Regions from separate parts of the Sus scrofa genome. Here region 2 is linked to region 1. A link is a contact called in public HiChIP or PLAC-seq data. All regions are on one chromosome and are shown on one strand. Each heading gives the region's core, a stretch centred on a gene start, on an enhancer-like site or on the middle of the called end of the contact. The rest is flanking DNA. Distances are from core to core; before and after follow the strand shown.

Region 1 (5,895 bases), core at 2,043-4,542:
CCTCTTTACTCACATTTCACTGATCCACCATCATCTTCAGTGACCTTGAAGTTCAAGCAGATGACTCTTCTGCCTTCCTTTCTCTTCTCCTTAACTTTCACACCTCCAATGGCCTTCACCCCTTTTAGGCACTCTCTCTCAAGGTTAAATCCGAGAATCTCTCCATTCTTGAATTCCTGAGCACAAAACTTCTACTCTTTGATAAAAATCTTCAGTTTACTTGGTTTTATCACTACTTCTACACTCTCTGCTCTTTAGACTTGCCTTGTCTTTTGATACCTCATTTTCTTTCAGAATCGGCCTCTCCCAATCTCTTGTTCTCCTTTGGAATCTGTCATTAATATCACGAGGACCTTCCATTCCCTCACCCTTGAGCCTTCCACAACACACACTCCACAAAACTGCAATATGAAATCAATCCTTCAGGCCACTTCTTGGTTCCTGGACTGGTGGAGGTGGAGGACTTTTAAAGAACAAGTATGATTTCATGTCTCAACAAGATTCTCAACATCACCATTGGGTGTTTTACTTATTGTTGGGTAAATAATTTTCCAATGCTTTCCAAGGTCATTAAATACCTTCATCACTCTTCTCAAGAATTATCTCATATAGGAGTTCCTATTGTGGCTCTCTGGTAACAAACATGACTGGTAACTATGAGGATGCAGGTTTAATCCCTGGCCTCATGCAAGGGGTTAAGAATCTGGTATTGTCCTGAGCTGTGGTGTAGGTCAGATCCCAGGTTGCTGTGGCTGTGGCATGGGCCTCAGCTACAGCTCCAACTGAACCCCTTGCCTGGAAATTTCCATATGCCACAAGTGTGGCCCTAAAAAGCAAAAAAAGAAAAAAAATCACCTCATACAGACTCCTCAAACTTGGTGGACAAACTTGCTATTTTAATAAGGAACTGAGATGCCTCAGCAGTTTATTCCATAACTTTGTTGTAAATATATCTTTGCATACCAACTCTAATATTTACCATGCCCATTTCAAACTACGAGTCTTACCTCTCCTATAGAAGTCCACAGCTCTGACTTTATTGGCGTCTCTTTCCTCTCCCCTCAAGTCCTTTTCCTGCATCATCTCTACTCTCTTCTGTATCTTTGAACTCTCTTCAGTGAGATCCTGTACTTCAGACTACCAATGGATTCAAGATTTTCCCAATTTAACCCTTTCTTCCTGGATTGGGCTTTCATCTAGCCACCAACTTGTCCCATCTACTCACTTCTTGTCTACACCTCTTCAAAACAGCATATACTTCCAATAGGTCCTTTTCTCCTTTGCCATTCCTTCTTCGGTTCTTTACCCTCTGACCTCTGTCTTCATACTCTATTATAATAATTCTCTGAGTGAATAACTGGTAATCTTTTTACTGAAAACTCATAAAATATTCAGTCCTTAATTTCAGGACTTTTTGAAACTCTTGACCTTGTTGATTAGGGAGTCGTGAAGAAGAGAGTGGAGGGGTCCACCCAAAGCAGATGGAGGGCTCTGTGAGGCAAACGGAGGAGCTTGAGCTTTTTCGCTACAATTCTGGAGAATAGTTGCAAGTACATGTTCATCAAACTCTTTGCTCCCTTTGCTTCCATGATTTTGCACTCTCCTTGTTCTTTTCACCCTTTCTAGCTCTTGCTTAGATGCATTTTCTTCTACTTAGCAATGAAATACTGTTGCCCAGAGGTTGCTCCTGGGTGATTTCATTCACGCCCATGTTTTCAAATGTCTGCTTTCGGATGTTGATTGCCCTGTGGGCAGCTTCAGTACTGGCTTCTCTGCATATTTACTAGTAGAGCTAATTCACTGTAGCACTGGGAGGGTGGAATGTCCCAAAATGGGGAAAGAGGATGAACTTGGTGTACACAGGAGTGTGGAAAAGAGGTAATATGGCAGATCTCTGGCTTAGAAAGGCTTTCTTGCAAGGCTGGCCCTTGGCTGACATCTGGAAACTTGGAGTTTGGTAGTGTTTTCATCATTCTCTAACTGATAAGGATAGTTTATTTACTGTGCCTAAACTACTTGTACACACCATGTGATTTATGCTTTCCTTTTGGGAATCTAGCATTTTCGTATGTGTGGGGGAGAGACTATCTACAGTAAAAATCCTGGGTGCTGAGTCCCTAATGAGCTTCCTTGGTGGACAACTTTTCACGTCTGTTATCCCAATTTGATGCTGGAGAAATTAAGCCTGTCGTATGTGATTCCAATGAGAGAGGACTCTTAGAAGGTTGTGCCTGCTTTCCTCTTGACTTTACTTCATGTGCCTTTTCTCTTTGCTAATTTTTCTTGGTATTTTTTTTTCTCACTGTAATAAATTGTAGCCATGAGTATGTCTATCTGCTGAGTCTTATGAGTCTTTCTGGTGAAACATTGTACCTAGGGATGGTTTTGGGGATTCCTGATACAACATGTATTCTTATTTTATGGAATTCATATCATATACTTGGAGAAAGAAGATAGAATGGGCAAAAAAGTTGGGTTAAATGCTAAAGGCATAAAGAAATAAGAGAGGGATGCACGACATATGGGCTTAAGAGAAAGATCACCAGGTGCTGAAACCTCAGGCAGGTTTCATTCAACTGCCTTAACTCTTTTTTTTTGGTATTTTTATGACTTTCTGTTTATACCCATTCTTTACAGGTAACCCCAAGAATTTAAGCACTTTCAAATACATTCCTGAATATCAGAGTTCCCTGTTGGCTCATCATATTAAGGATCCAGCATTGCCACTGCCGTAGCTTGGGTTTGATCCCTGGTCTGGGAACTTCCAAAAGCAATGGGCATGGCCTAAATAAAATAATAAATCAATTCCTGGTAATGACTTAATTCTCTGTCTTCCTAAATTTTTTTCTGTACTTAGCACTGTAGCAATTCACAAAAATACACATTAATTGTCTTTAAATTTCTCAAGATTATTTCATCATTCAATAAATATTTATTGAGCACAGATGTTTTATCATTCCCCAGGTACTATGGTAGTCACTGCTGATTCAAAGATAACTAAAATAAAGCCCTCTCTTGTCCTCAAGGGACTCACTCAAAGGAAGAAAGATGCCAAAGGAAAAGCAGGCAAAAGGACCTTGGTCAGATCACAGTTATGCAATTGCATGTAAGTCTCAGGAGTTTTCTGGCCATCTGAAGCATCATATGCTCTGCCACAGCCATGCTCCCAACAGGTGATCATAGAAAACTGTTAGGTGAGTCAGCACAGGGAAAATGCTGGGGATTCCTGAAATAGCACTGAGTCATGAATCACTGATACCCTGGCTCAGTCCACGAAGCAACTGGAAATGAATAAGCAAAGAAAGTGAACTAATGGTTAGAGGATGGAAATACCCTAAGGGACATTTGTTGAGTCAGTAAAAGAACGTGGAAAAGTTCTACAATCATAGATTCAGATGGAATGAAATAAGAGAAAAAGAGTGTTTTCCAACAGCTTGATCCCCAATTGGAAATTTCTGGCAAATTCCATTCCTCTGGGTTCTTTGGGGAATTGAAGAAAAGAGGGAGAGAGAGGAATAAAATATTGTTCTGATCACAGCAGATTCTAGATTTACATGGTATGAAAATACATAGTACACAGCCAGTGTTTGATGCATGATTTGGGGTTGAGTTGTGAAAGGTAAATTGTAACATAAAGGAAATGAGAACTTCTACATAAGAAAACAACCCTGAGAAACTGCTGGGAGGAAAAATGGGCCTTGGAGGTTGTAAATTAACAAAATAAACATGGATCTTTTTAAACTCTAAATGGGAATTCATATGCACACTTTCTTTCAAAATATTGAGCCTTGGCAAGGTTGAGAGAAAGATCAAAGGGACACTAGACGTTGATAAGTACTGTTTAGTGGAACCTCCCACTAAATTTGGAACTTCACAAATTTTGTGTAAGATAGTTTCTGAAAAATATAACCAGATTTTCCATTGATTCCCAGTGCAAAATCAAAACCAAGGATGTGTGTTTTTTTTTTTTTTAGAAAACCAAAATCTTTCATTTATGTGAAAACCCTATTTAGAAACACAGCAAACCTTTAAAAACACACTTGGAGGGAAAAAAATATTTCTAACAGAACACCATTTTTCAAAATCATTACCATAATGGTAGCATGTTAAGTTAAAAAAATGTTGATTTGGCTTAAATATGTTTATATATTTCAGTTAAATGACGTCAGCCTTGAATACTGACAAGTCCTTTTGGGAAACTCACATTGTCTTCATATTCAGCATAGGAGTTTTTCATTTGTCCTGCTTTCTTCATTTATGAGTCTATTTCTATATATTTCCCTTTAGTATCTGTACCTGTTTAGCAGCCCTGACATAGAGACAAGGTTGAACTTTAATATGGCCACAAAGCTGATAACCATTGGTTGGGCACTGGAATTCCCATTCAAGCTTCATGCTAAGCTGGAGCATCTTACTCTGTTTAATTTTCTCTGCACGATCCACGGGGGTTTATCTCATCCTCATTTTATGGGTAAGGGAAGTAAAGGTTGAAATGTCCACTTGTGCCTCACTTATGGAGAAGGCTCCTTAGCTCTAGACATGAGCTGGATTCTAAGATGGCCCTGCCACCAGGAAAGGGTGCTTCACACTGGGCCCATCCCAATGGTGTCTGCCAGGCCAGCCTAGGATGTTTCACTGCTGGGCCATTGCCTAGAACTGTTCATTCTCAGTGTTTGGAAGGCCACTGAGGGACTCATCCAGCCACACCAAATGCATGACGTCCTAGGATGTTACTGCCTTTCGGAAAGCGGAAGCAGCCTGGCAACCTGGCCAGGATGTGAGTATAAACCAGGACTGGGTGATGATAGCTTCTCCATAGATTCACCCACAGATGCTGTTCAGTAAAGGTATGTTTGGCAGTATCATCATGCAGATTTGGCAACTCCTGGATATCACATCTGCCTCCAAGAAGGGCATCTGGAGAAAAATGCTGATGACAACACCTTGGGTTTTATTTCTGTATTTCACAGATTCTTCCATTTGCCCCATAGATATCAATCAATAGAGACTGAATACAGTGTTTGCGGCTATGAGGAAAAGCTTTGTGCCTGCGAAGCACACCCTGTCAAAGCAAATGAGGATAATGTCGAGGGAAATACTGTCTTTCTGGAAAGTGTTTGCTCTTCACAGAGATTTGTGGCTGAATCTTGCCATTCCTGTGAAGTAAGACATTTTCTCAAGTCTCATCACCTTTCTGAGACCACGAGTAATTCAGGAAGCTATAGGTTTAATAATTCATAGGCTCTGATCATCCCGTCTTGTCCCTTATATTTTCAGTCATCAACAATGAGTAAGCAGGATGTCCTTGACCCTTCTTGGAGGAAGAGCATCATTTTTTTCCCTTTACTTCATGGACTTAGATTCTTTTCCTGTCTCAGTGAATAAAGCTCATTTGCTCAAGGCAGACACATAAGGGGATCTTAGCTGTCCACTCTTCCCTTTGTCCCCCCAATCTGTCACCTGGTTCTGCCCCCTGTGACTTCCAAGCCTCCACCTCATCCCCTATTCCTCTCCCCCCCCACAGGTCTCCCCTGGTCCAGCCAGCTCAGGTGGTTGGAAGGACCTCTTAAACCGTCCAACCTCAATGATGCTTCTGGTCACTCTTTCCGAAAGGAAACTACGACCGCATCTTCTCTTGCTTAGAACTGTTCAAGGTTCCTCTGGCCAAAGGGTAGGCTCACCTTTTTGCCTGTCAGAGAAGCTATGCATCTAGTACCCTCATTCTTTGAGTTCAGCTTGTATTTATTAGGCACTGGCTGTGTGTCAGGCACTGATCTAGATGCTAGAGATACAGGAGGGGGCAATGGCCACCTCTCACGATACCTTCATTCTATTGAGGAGAGATGGACAATAAACAAAATATTTGTGTGTGTCTGTGTGTGTGTTGGGCACACA
Region 2 (5,895 bases), core at 1,884-4,383, 240 kb after region 1:
AAATAATTGGAATATTTCGAAGAATGTGTCAAGCTTTATTATATTTAATAAAATAGTGTAGTTAAATACAATTTCAATAAATGGTACAAACCGCATTAAAACTACAAGTGTCAGTACTTCAGCAAAATGTTGTGTATTTTCCTCAAAACACAGGAATTCATTCCATTTAAATTTATTTTCCTTGAGCTCTGTATTTCCTATATGTAAACAAATATAAACAATACCAACAACACTACGATAACACCTGTGCCAGTACATTATTAGAAAGCACCAGCCATCTTTCTACCCTCTCAGGCTTATTAAAATGAGCTTTGATCAATTAAATGAAGCAGATAAAAAATGTTTTTTAAAAAGTGAAATTATACATTTTAAATTAGAGCTAAAAATGATATTGTTTATGTGAGTACTTTTGCTATGTTTGTTGTTTCTTGACAAAGAAAAAGGCAAATGTTATGTCCAGGTTGGGGGAAAAAAAGAATAGATTCTGATGGAGAGGTTGACTTTAAATAACCATAAGTAGCACAGGCACTGCTAGACTGCTCCCACCCCACCCCCACTGTGAAAGCCCTTGGGACTGGGGCCATTTCTCAAGGCTCTGGAGTGACCAGAACATTAGCTAATTTCAGAGAGTACAAAATGAAACCCTATCTATGAATTCCAATAAGTATTGTCTCTGAAGATGACTTCTCAGAACTGCGGAACTCTTTATGGAGATTTTAGCTGGGATGATGGTGCTTGTAAGTAATCTCGCCCCAAAGCAGTTCATTTTCAAGAATACACTTACATCACTAATTGTTCTCACTCAGAGAGCTATTTAGTGCTCCCAGATCCTCCAGCCCCTCCCCCTTTCCCCCCTCGCCTCCCAATGTCCATCTTGTCTTTGAATAAGAAGGCTCCCAGGCAGCACTAAAAGGCAGCCCTGCCCTCTCATCTCCAGCATCTCCCGAATGAGGATACAGAGCTGCAGATGGGGCTCTGAACCATAAATGGCCCTTCCTTAGTGAGAAACAAGGTTGACTAAGAATTCATGATAAATCTCTGAAAGGATAGAGCATCTTAAAAAAGGAGGACCCATCATAATTCAGTATGGATGTGAGTGATAGCAGTTATCCGGGGCTAAAGCAGCATTATGAACCATGATTTTTAAAAAGTTCTAAAGGGAAAAATTGAATTACTCAAACTCTCTAGCAATTAAAAAAAAAAAAAAAATCAGAGTTCCCTCCATGGCACAGCAGAAACAAATCCAACTGGGAACCATGAGATTGCAGGTTTGATCCCTGGCCTTGCTCAGTGGGTTAAGGATCCAGCATTGCCGTGAGCCTGTGGTGTAGGTCACAGATGCAGCTCAGATCCTGCATTGCTGGGCTGTGGCTGTGATGTAGGCTGGCAGCTATAGCTCCGATTCGACCCCTAGGCTGGGAAACTCCATATGCCACATATGTAGCCCTAAAAGCGAAAAGAAAAAAAAAAATCAACTCTAAACCAAATTAAAATGTTCCACCCCAAAGAAAGGACAGCCTTTGGTCCATCGGTATTGGAGAGTTTACATGCTCTTACAGGTCTCTAAGGTTAAAGATTCCCAAAGATGATTGATTTTGGCCACCTCAATTCTGGTGAGAAAGGGGAAAAAAAATACTTGGACCACTTGGATATTCTGAGGAAATGTGCTTGGGGAGGAGTCTCCCTTTATGAAGTAGTTAATATTACAAACTTAAAAAAAATATCTTAGCATTCAAAGAAAAAATGTTGATAAATTGGTTAGGGACTAAAACCAAGGATTTTTGAGAATCTTGTTACTGAGAAAGGAGGGAAAAAAAGGTATCTTGCTTGGGATTATGGAAAGACATCAAACTGGTAAAAACTGGGAATTAATTCCTTTTTTGCCATTTTAAGTTGCTTACCAACGTGTCACCTATCCTCTTGGTGGTTCAGAGCTCATTCTGGAGAAACAAAGTGCTTTAAGGATGCTGTGTTCTCCATGCAGGAATTGTATACAGTCTAGCAGTGAGCCTCCACGTAGAGATGCACGCGTGAACCCTGCCCTGAAATGAAGGGCGCTAGCCTGGAGTACACACACACACACACACACACACACACACACACACACACACACACACACACACACACACATTTAGGTAACACTCTGAGCCATATGTTGCCTAGAGATTTCCACTTTCCATAAGCTAATCTCAACTAAAAGGTAGGTAGAGCCTCATCAGAAAAATCAATGTTCACTGACTAAAGCAGTTTTGTGTTCAGTTCTAAGACTCCAGAAAGAGATCTCCTGGCCCCAGACCTTGCTAGCCAGTGGGGGAACAATGACACAAAGCCTTGGGGGTGTCCCCAAGGGACAGCCAGGCTCAGCATTTGCTGTGAAGATAAGTAGCCACTCTGGATATTTGAGGCAGGCAGGACACAGTGCCAGAGACTGGGTTAGGCAGCATTATTCTAAGGAGATCCTTTCTTTTTAGCAAAACCCTTCATTTTGAAATCATTTCAAACTTACATAAAAAATTACAAAAATTGCGCAAAGCGACTCCTTTATACCTTCATTACATTTCCCAACTCTCACCATTTTATCAGTTTTGTTTTGTCATTTTCTATCTTAAGGATCATATGAGAGTAAATTGCAGACAAGATGCCTCTTTACCAAATAGTTCAGTGCCCATTTCCTAAGAAGGACATTCTCTTACATAAGTTCAGTGCAATCAGCAAAATCAGGAAATGATCATTGATATAACACTAGTATCTAACTTTGGAGACAATCTTTTAACTGTCCCTTCTGCACATTTTTTGATTACTGCGTGGGTTTCTGTGCCTTCAGAAGACTGAGACACCTTCCTCCTTAGATGGGTCTTCGGGATTCCCAAAAGGCAGAATCAAACCATCTCCACATCCAGCCTAAAGATTCTCTAAGGAGGTGGCATTCAACTTTCTCAAAGGAAGCACATTTTCAACTCATTCTTTAGTTGAGTCCATTTCTTAAAATTCCCTCTGATGGCAAAAGTTTAAACAGCCAAGCTGCTGCCAGAAAAAGTTGTCTAGCAGTCTTTCCCGTCCCCCTGCCCCTCCCAGCCAGCTTCCTCCCCCTCTCTGTCTGCCCCGTGTCTGACACAGAAGCCACATCAGACACCCGGAGAAGAAGCAGACTCACAGCCTGTCAACACGTCCTGCGCTGCCTGACTCTCAGCATGGTGGTTGCAGGGGGTCAGGAACAGACAAGATGCTTCCAACACGGGGACCATTTAATCCGACACTATTTGCATCCACAGAAGGCACAAAGCCCACTCCATGGTGGCCAGGTGATGGGAATTAGGCATGAGCCCTGGTAAGAATCCTAAGTGCCCTCCTGACTGACAAGGATCGCCCCCTCCTTAATTTGGGTTTTGCCATTGGAAGGCTCAAAATACCTGGCAACAAATAACTTCAGCTGTTAATCTGGGATTTTCATTTTAAAAGGATTTTTGAGCCTTTATATGCAGATGTTGAAATCATTTCAACATGCTTCCCCCTAACAGAGTTCAGTGTAATAGAAAAACATTACTTCCAGCAGGCTTTTCACGCTTGGTAACCGACACACTTTGGAACTTGGTGCCTGGGATGGCCTGTTAACCAAGTACAACCATGTGATTTTTCTAATGAGACTTCTGATCCATCCAGAAATATGAACGGATGAACAATCTAATGACCCGTTCCTGGAACATGTGCTTTTCCAGAACTTTCTCACAGTCTAAGACAGTTTTCTTCCGTTAACAAAAGATGTAACATTGAACATTTTCTGGCTTTTAAAAAACCCAAAAAAACAGAACAAAGAATCTGAAAGAAGTTAAGTGTACATAAAACATTTTAATGATGGTTTTGTTTATGTCTAGTTAAAAATGAGGACAGGAGGCTAGGGGTTTCCTTGTAACAGCAGCCCAGGCATTACCTGGGAGTTGTTACCATGGAGATTCTCAGGCTCCACCCCAGACCTTCCCAGTCAGAATCTGGGTTCTAACATGGTGCCCCAGGGATCTGCAAGCACTTCACAGTTTGAGAAGCAGTGTGACGGACACGTGTGCCATCCCAGCAAAGATGCGGAGTAGGCTGAAAGAAATGCTTGCAGAGTGATCAGACCACAAAGAAGCTTCCTGGAAGGGATGGGGGCATGTAGTCTCTGAAAGACTAAGTGACTAATATTCCACTTGATTTTTTCCAAAAGAGGGTAGCCAGACGGAGCAAATAAAAATACAGGACACTCAGTTAAAATTACATTTTAGATCAATATTGAATAATTTTTCTAGTAGGTCCCCTGCAACATTTGGACATACTTGTAATAAAAAATTATATATCAGGGAGTTCCCATAATGGCTCAGTGGAAACGAATCTATGATCAGATCCATGAGGACGGAGGTTCAATCCCTGGCCTTGATCGGTGGATTAAGGATCTGGCATTGCCATGAGCTGTGGTGTAGGTCACAGATGTGGCTTGGATCTGTCATTGTTGTGACTGTGGTGTAGTCCAGCAGCTATAGCTCTGATTCGACCCCTAGCCTGGGAACCACTATATGACATGAGTGAATCCCTAAAAAGCAAAAAAAAAAAAGGACAAACATATATCAAAAATCCAAAAATATAATTGGGCATTTTCTGTTTTTGTCCAGAAACCCTTTGCAGAGTCTCTAGATCAAAAATAAATAAATAAATAAATAAATAAAATTTCCACATGGCTTATTTGTAAACTGGGCTGATGATAAATACCTTTATCATTTCCAAAATCCTTGAAGTGCATTTTTAGTTATAGAAACACATTCAAAACTTTTAAAAGAAATGACATCTAAATATCATAATAATCTAAATGACAGTTTTCTTCAAGAACATGAAAATCGCAGATTCTAACACCGTTACCTTTTAATTAATCTTTTCCATCAGAACCAGAGGATAGTCTAAATCAACCTCCTTTTCACATTTGATATTCTTACTTCCTCATTCTCATTTAGAGATGGCCACAGAATGGGACTAAAGAGTTGGACTCTTTCTTTACCTGGTAGTGTTTACAGTTTGTTTGCTGATTCAAAACTGCAGGTTCTGTTTCTGGGAACTAGCATAGTGTGTGGTTCTGTGGCCTTAAAATTGTCAAGAGGAAAAACCAGCACTTAGGCCTGTCTGATTTACTCCGAAACTACTGCTTATCAGAAATGAGATCCACATGGAATTACCTTAAGTTCTTCCTTCTGCCCTTTATTCCATAGTTAACTCTTCACATCAACTGGAAATAAAAAGAAGCATCCTTTTTTCCATATATAATGATTTTTATTTTTTTCATTATAGCTGGTTTACACTGTTCTGTCAATTTTCTACTGTACATAATGGTGACCCAGTTACACATACATGTATACATTCTTTTTTCTTACATTATCATGCTCCATCATAAGTGATTAGATTTAGTTCCCAGCGCTACACAGCAGGACCTCATTGCTTATCCATTATCCATTCCAAAGGCAATGATCTGCATCTGTTAACCCAAGTTCCCAATCCATCCTGCTCCCTCCCCCTCCCCCTTAGCAACCACAAGTCTACTGTCCAAGTCTATGATCTTCTTTTCTGTGGAAAGGTTCCTTTGTGCCTTATATTAGATTCTAGATATAAGTGATATCATATGGTATTTGCCTTTCTCTTTCCAACTTACTTCACTCAGGATGAGAGTCTCTAGTTCCATCCAGCTTGCTGAAAATGGCATTATTTCATTTTTTATGGCTGAGTAGTATTCCATTGTGTATATATTCCACATCTTCCTAATCCAATCATCTGTCAATGGACATTTAGGTGTTTCTATTTCTTGATATTGTGAATAGTGCTACAGTGAACAGGTAGGTGCATGTCTTTTTCAAGGAAAGTTTTGTCTGTATATATGCC

The links. HiChIP or PLAC-seq counts read pairs in DNA pulled down with a chosen protein or histone mark.
Region 2: a contact with region 1 is called in an H3K27ac HiChIP or PLAC-seq map of alveolar macrophages. The contact joins two enhancer-like sites. A contact is called at or near these places in 2 of 47 Hi-C or Micro-C datasets (heart right ventricle and skeletal muscle) and 1 of 2 datasets of contacts at active chromatin or transcription factors (alveolar macrophages).

Annotation. Positions count from the first base shown.
Region 1 is chr13:198,767,734-198,773,628 of Sscrofa11.1, forward strand. No RefSeq gene overlaps it. Among named protein-coding and RNA genes, the nearest start is that of RUNX1, 140 kb to the left of the region's middle. Within about 2 kb of position 3,293, at least 8 of the 83 cell types and tissues checked have an H3K27ac peak or open chromatin away from gene starts, as enhancers often do. A contact at or near this core is called in alveolar macrophages, where this site is marked.
Region 2 is chr13:199,008,103-199,013,997 of Sscrofa11.1, forward strand. No RefSeq gene overlaps it. Among named protein-coding and RNA genes, the nearest start is that of RUNX1, 380 kb to the left of the region's middle. Within about 2 kb of position 3,134, at least 7 of the 83 cell types and tissues checked have an H3K27ac peak or open chromatin away from gene starts, as enhancers often do. A contact at or near this core is called in alveolar macrophages, where this site is marked.